2 separate regions of the Xenopus laevis genome follow, and region 1 is linked to region 2. Evidence: chromatin contacts called from public Hi-C data. All regions are on one chromosome and are shown on one strand. The core of a region is the stretch at or near the end of the contact, and the rest is flanking DNA. Distances in the headings are between cores, read along the strand shown. Region 1 holds the start of alkal2.S (ALK and LTK ligand 2). Region 2 holds the start of LOC108717488 (F-box only protein 25).

Evidence for each region. Hi-C and Micro-C count contacts between places; a contact is called where the count stands out from the background.
Region 1: a contact with region 2 is called in a Hi-C map of the XL177 cell line, with 3 times the contacts expected there. The contact joins the promoter of alkal2.S here to the promoter of LOC108717488 in region 2.

The regions. Positions count from the first base shown.
Region 1 is chr5S:121,274,425-121,277,970 of Xenopus_laevis_v10.1, forward strand. alkal2.S (ALK and LTK ligand 2) reads right to left here and starts at 1,727. Exons shown (of 6, transcript XM_041565022.1): 1 at 1-1,727.
Region 2 is chr5S:121,016,861-121,020,348 of Xenopus_laevis_v10.1, forward strand. LOC108717488 (F-box only protein 25) reads right to left here and starts at 1,852. Exons shown (of 10, transcript XM_041565018.1): 1 at 1,224-1,852.

The DNA of each region.
Region 1 (3,546 bases), core at 477-2,976, 260 kb after region 2:
GAAGCATCAGCTCTTCTGCCCAATGAATGGCACAGACCCGTGGCACTTTGAAGAGTCAGCTTTTCTGCCCAGTGAATGGCAAAGACTAATTGGGAAAAAAAGTTGCAGCGTCTCTCAGCTATTGGAAAGCACGGGCAGTCCTGTGTGGCTGCTTCTTCTAGATATAGTTTAGGATGTGGTGAGGTGGCTGCTGGTCTGATATAATATCGAATTGGATGTGGGAGGAAACAATGCAGGTTGGTGCGAGTGCTGTTGTCCCTCCCGTGCGATTCCCCAGTCGCAGGAAAGCGCAGACTCTTTATCCACTTGCGCTGCAGACGTAACAAGCGCTCTGTCTCCCATGGGACTCGCTCATTAGTTTGCGGCGATTTATTAAGGGAAACCCACTGCCGTCACACGCGCCTAATGATCGCTCCTACAGGAATCGCTGCGCTTGCGACTTCTACCGGGAAACTGCTTCTCGCTTTACCACCTACTGGAAATGATCGTATTGCTTGCGGGGCCCTTCAGCTAATGATCAGGGGCCCCACTGTGATTCCCTTGTGCCAGGGGCCCTCACTCTGCTATTTCTCTAGGTTGGAACAATTGTAAGTAAATGCCCCGTCTGCTTTTTCTATTTAAAACTGCTGTTATGTGGCACCGACACTGATTGCTCTGCATAAGATCTTCTTCATCTGCTGTCAGATCTGCTAGAAAATGTCTGAGCCCAGTCTGACCTTCCTATTGGCACAGGGACATTACTTAAAAAAAACCTTCAACTCTGTTTTCCCTCCTAGTACAGACACTTCCAGGGAACCTATAGGGGCTCTATCATGTCTCTACTGCCACAGGGACCTATAGGTGCAGCTATGCAGGAGAATTTCCCCCACTCTGCCTGTACTACTGGCAAATGGACCCCCAGGTGTGTATATACAGGAGAAAATCCCCCACTCTGCCTATACTACTGACAAATGGACCCCATGTGTGTATATACAGGAGAAAATCCCCCACTCTGCCTATACTACTGGCAAATGGACCCCAGGTGTGTATATACAGGAGAATTTCCCCCACTCTGCCTGTACTACTGGCAAATGGACCCCCAGGTATGTATATGCAGGAGAATATCCCCCACTCTGCCTGTACTACTTGGAAATGGACCCCAGGTGTGTATATGCAGGAGAAAATCCCCCACTCTTCCTATACTACTGGCAAATGGACCCCCATGTGTGTATATGCAGGAAAAAATCCCACAATTTGCCTATACTACTGGAAAATGGACCCCCAGGTGTATATATGCAGGAGAAAATCCCCCACTCTGCCTATACTACTGGCAAATGGACCCCCAGGTGTATATATGCAGGAGAAAATCCCCCACTCTGCCTGTCCAATAAGCTGCTCCAGTCAGTGTACAGATCCCAAGCAGTAGCGCACACACACCTTGTCACACTGGAGGATGCCAACGACTGGAGAGGCTTTCCCCGGCTCAGGCAGCCAAGATGAATGATGGAGAAATCTGATCTTGTTGAACTTTTCTATTTGCTTTCATTTGTGTGTTTACCACTCCCAGCAGAAAGCAAATAATGTGTATGACTGTTGCTTTCCTGGATGTGAAGAAGGGGAACTGGACAGAAATAGGGAGTAAATAATTTCACCCATAAAGACTTATAATCACATTATGTAATTTAGGGATCAAAGATCATGTCTTTTTGTCACACTATTCATGGATTTAATGTCCTCTCCTTGAGCGACACATGGTGGTAGATACGGGAATTACACTCTCCATCACACCAATGTTTCTTTAGAATTTAGAATTTATGCTTGAGCTGATAGTCTGCTTAGCGTCAAAGGATAAAAACTATAATTAGATCATTGTATAATACCCATACATACTCACCCTTAGTCTGTCTTATCTGCATTCAGATTGACCAGAATCATAAAGATAAAATGACAGTCTCGTCACATGGGAATGCTGTATTTCCTGCAAAATGTACAAAAACAAACCCAAATACAGGTACCCTGTAGGGGAGCTTGTAACAAGAGTTTATAGTATAGTATATATTATATATATAGTATAGTTTAGCCTCACTTTAATGAGTGGGTATGTATGTGAGACCGTCCTATTCCTGGCTGCACAACTGCCAGCCAGTGTCATGAATGCAGCACTCATCACCGGTGATATTGCCCATACAGTAACCTAACAACCCCAGCAGGGCAGAGGTGCAGGTAGGGTTGCCACCTATTAAAAAAAAAAATTACCGGGCAGTGGGGGTGGAAAATAAAGGGGCGGGATGTGACGCAAAAAGCCGACGGGGCGCGACGCAAAGAGGGGTGGAGCCACGGGGGTAGCGTCACAAAAGGGGCGGGACCACCGCCCGAAGCCAAAGAAAATGTACATTTTCATTGGCGGGCAAGGGATTTTGTACATGGTATTACAAAATTGCCGGTAAATTTGTAATACCGGCCCTAGCAGGTGTTTTACCGGCTAGGCTGGTAAAATACCGGCCGGGTGGCAACCCTAGATGCAGGCCATGCAGCCTGGCCCCCCCCAACTCTCTCCAAAAGGGCCCCAAGGGGTGCGGGCCCTGGTACAGTCGCACCCCTTGCACCCCCGGTAATTCTGCCACTGTGCCCATTGCAACCAATCAGATCTTGTTTTCTAACTTGTAGGTGAAGCATTACTGGTGATGTTGCCCGTAGCACAATCAACAATTAGATTTCAACAGTTAGAAAACAAAAGCGAAGATCCGATTGTTTGATATGAGCAACATCACTGGTAATGTTTTACTCCACTTTGTACACAGCATGATAAAGATACCCCTATGTTTTTATGGCCCTCTCAGCTTCAACATGTTCTTCATAGACCTTCAAGTATGAAATGGTCAGTTTATTAAGGTCAGGCTCATGAAGACAAAACAGTTGTGCACAGTGTTGAACTGGGATGCCAGGGGCCCACCAGAAAATCTTAGACTGAAGGCCCACTTTCCAAACTACTATACCTCCTCTCCTCACTCAACCTCTTTATGCTCCTAGTCTCTTTCATACTACACTATATTCTTCCATTATTAACCCTCATTAAGAAATAGGCCAAATGGTTAGAAGCAAGAGGCCCACTGACACCTGGGCCCACCGGGAGTTTTCCTGGTTTCCCGGTGGGCCAGTCCGACACTGGTTGTGCACATACAGTTACAGTTGCTTCATCTCATTTATTCTCTGACGGTATAACTGGAATTTGTTTTTGTTAACAAGATATTGTACAAGCCAGGCTTAGTGGGGTTCTGTTACCTGTAGTTATACCCAATATGCCCAATCAGGCAGGAGGCCAAGTTACCCCTGACAGCCAAACAGCAATAAGCAGTCGGGCAAGTCTGGGGGAGTTATTTATCAAAATCAGAAATGTTCTCAAAAACTGTTTTCTGAAAACCACATTGACCTAATTCGCACTGACTTTCCCCCCTATCTATCAATAAATCTTCACAAATTTTTCTTGTGCAGAACAGTCATGATAAAATCGAAAACTCTGAATCCTACAATTTTTTTTGATTTTGCACTCTAAACCTACAATTTTTC
Region 2 (3,488 bases), core at 602-3,101:
AACACTGAAAATAATTCACTCTACAATATAAAATTTCATTCCTGAACCAGCAAGTGTTTTTTTTTTTATTTGTAATATTGGTGTGTAGGCGCCATCTCAGGTCATTTTGCCTGGTCATGTGATTTCAGAAAGAGCCAGCACTTTAGGGTGAAACTGCTTTCTGGCAGGTTGTTGTTTCTCCTACTCAATGTAACTGAATGTCTCGCAGTGGGACCTGGATTTTACTATTAAGTGCTGTTCTTAGATCTACCAGGCAGCAGTTATCTTGTATTAGGGAGCTGTTATCTGGTTACCTTCCCATTGTTCTTTTGTTAGGGTAAGGGCACACCTGGAAATTTGGGGAGATTCAGGGCTAGGCCACACGGGAATATTTCAGGAAGATTAGTCGCCTGGCATGTGAATAGGCGCAGGCGACTTTAGCGCTAGCGGCTGCAAGATACCAGCAAGCCATTCAGGGAGATTAGTCGCCTCAAAGACGCGGCGATTAGTCGCCAGGCGACCAATCTCCGTGAATCTTCCCGTGTGGCCCTAGCCTTAGTCACCTGGCGACTAATCAGCTCTGCTTTGTGGTGACTAATCTCCCAGAACTGCTTCCCCCTGTCTTCCGATAGCTATAATGAAACATCCACTGCAGCATGGCACACGCGGCACTTTATATTCCAAAGTCGCCCAAAGTTTCCTCATGAGGCAACTTCGGACGAGTTTGGAAAACGAAACGCCGCGTGTGCCATGCCGCAGGCGATTTTTCATTATAGCTGGCGGAAGACAGGGGAAAGCATTAAAGAGTGACTGAATTTTATCAGTGCACAAGTCACATGACTGGGGGCAGCTGGGAAACTGACAATATGTTTAGCCCCATGTCAGATTTCAAAATTAAATATAAAAAAAAATCTGTTTGCTCTTTTGAGTTTCAGTGCAGAAGTCTGCTGGAGCAGCATTATTAACTGACGTGTTTTGAAAAAAAAAAAACATGTTTTCCCATGACAGTATCCCTTTAAATGAAGTGTTAGGCTAGGTACAAGCAATATATCAATGTAATAATCAGGCTGAAGTAGTGCCTTCCTAGGTAGTTTGCAGTGGGTATATTTGTGCACTTGAGTTCTGTCCCCTTCCAAAATTTCTGGTACAAAATGAGTAGATTCTTAGGAACCAGGACCCCTATCATTTACCAAGGCAAGGATTTGAGGCTCCTAAAAATACAAACACAAAAATACTGTACATACCGTCTCTAGAAGTGGAAGTCACTGATTAACAGCCAGTTGGAACTGCATCAACTTCCCTATTAGATTAGAGCCGCACCCAACAAGTCCACCTGACTATAGGAACCACAGAAAGATTTCGATACAACTGGTAAGTAGCAACAGCTTGACGAGACCCCCAACCCAAAGTAACTGTCCTTGTAAAAAAAAAAAAAAAAAAAACACTTTGGGGCAATTAATAATATTAATAATTAATTGCCAGGTTCAGTAACCCATACTAACCAATATGACGTTTGCTTTCAGACAGGTGACCGGTAAATGCTAACCGCTGATTGGCTGCTATAGGTGACAAGACCTGAAGCAAACTTTGCACCTTTTATTACACCTTTTATTACATAGCTCCTTGGTTTTATGTCCTTGAACTCAATGGAGTAACATACATCAGGATGATTACAAACCAAAGCAGGCTGGCTGTATTAATAAATACAAGACTGAAAGTGGGTTAGTTATCTTGCCATGCAGACTCCTTATTGACCCCAGCAAACCACACACTCTGCACTCTAAGCTTCAGGGTAGAAAGAGGCAGAATAGACAAATAATGATCCCTGAATAATAAATACTATATTAACATCCATTACCAAATGCCTAGGAATATCTTAAAGGGATACTGTCATGGGGAAAAAAAAATTCTAAATGAATCAGTTAATAGTGCTGCTCCAGCAGAATTCTGCACTGAAATCTATTTCTCAAAAGAGCAAACTGATTTTTTTATATTCAATTTTGAAGTCTGACATGGGGCTAGACATTTTGTCAATTTCCCAGCTGTCCCAAGTCATGTGACTTGTGCTCTGATAAACTTCAACCACTCTTTACTGCTGTACTGCAAGTTGGAGTGATATCACCCCCTCCCTTCCCCCCCCCCCCCAGCAGCCAAACAAAAGAACAATGGGAAGGTAACCAGATAGCAGCTCCCTAACACAAGATAACAGCTGCCTGGTAGATATAAGAACAACACTCAATAGTAAAAACGCATGTCTCACTGAGACACATTCAGTTACATTGAGAAGGAAAAACAGCAGCCTGCCAGAAAGCATTTCTCTCCTAAAGTGCAGGCACAAGTCACATGACCAGGGGCAGCAGGGAAATTGACAAAATGTCTAGCCCCATGTCAGATTTCAAAATTGAATATAAAAAAATCTGTTTGCTCTTTTGAGAAATGGATTTCAGTGCAGAATTCTGCTGGAGTAGCACTATTAACTGATTCATTTTGAAAAAAACATGTTTTCCGATGACAGGATCCCTTTAAGCTGTTGGAGGGATTTTGGATGCTGTAGTCCAAGACCACATGAACAAATCACAGTTGTTTTGGACTTTTTCATATTCAAAAACCAATCCAATTTTAGGAGGCTGTCCCTTTAAAGGGGAACTATCGCAAAATGAAAATTAAATATAAGCTTCAGCACACTGAAATAAGAGACTTTCTAAATATAGTCAAAGAAAAATTCTGTACTGTTTCTGAAATAATCAAGTTTATGTTCACTATCCCTCTCTCAGCATCTGTTTCTCTTCATTCTCTCTTCATGCAGCAGTTGGGTGTCAGATATTCACTGACAGTTAGATCCAATATATCTAATAGGGGGGCTCCTTTTGCCTAGAAGATGTATTAGAGCTCACTCTATTAAAATCACCAGACATCATGTCTCTCTACATGCAGGATTTGTGCAAAGGGCAGTTATTTTGTTACATTTTGTTTGTACTTGAATCAGTTATTTGTGTGAGCTCTAATACATCTACTAGGAAAGGAAGCCCCCCTATAAGATATATTGGATCTGTCAATGAATATCTCACACCCAACTCCTGAAATAAGACAGAAAGAAGAGAAACAGATGCTGAGAGAGGAATAGTTAAGATAAACTTGATTATTTCTAGGGATGCACTGATTCCAGGATTCGGTTCGGGATTCTGACTTTTTCAGCAGGATTTAGATTCGACCGAATCCTTCTGCCCGGCCGACCGAATCCAAAATTGCATATGCAAATTAGGGGCGGGGAGAAAAATCGAGTTACGTAAAAAATGTTTTCCCCTTCCCACCCCTAATTTGCATATGCAAATTAGGATTCTGAATTCTTTTGCGAAGGATCCGGGGGTTCGACCGAATCCAAAATAGTGTATCCCTAATTATTTCAGAAATGATGCAGATTATTTAATTGATTGTATTTAGAAAGTTTCTTATTTCAGTTTGCTGAAGCTCATATTCAATTTTCATTTTCTTGATAGTTCCCATTTAGG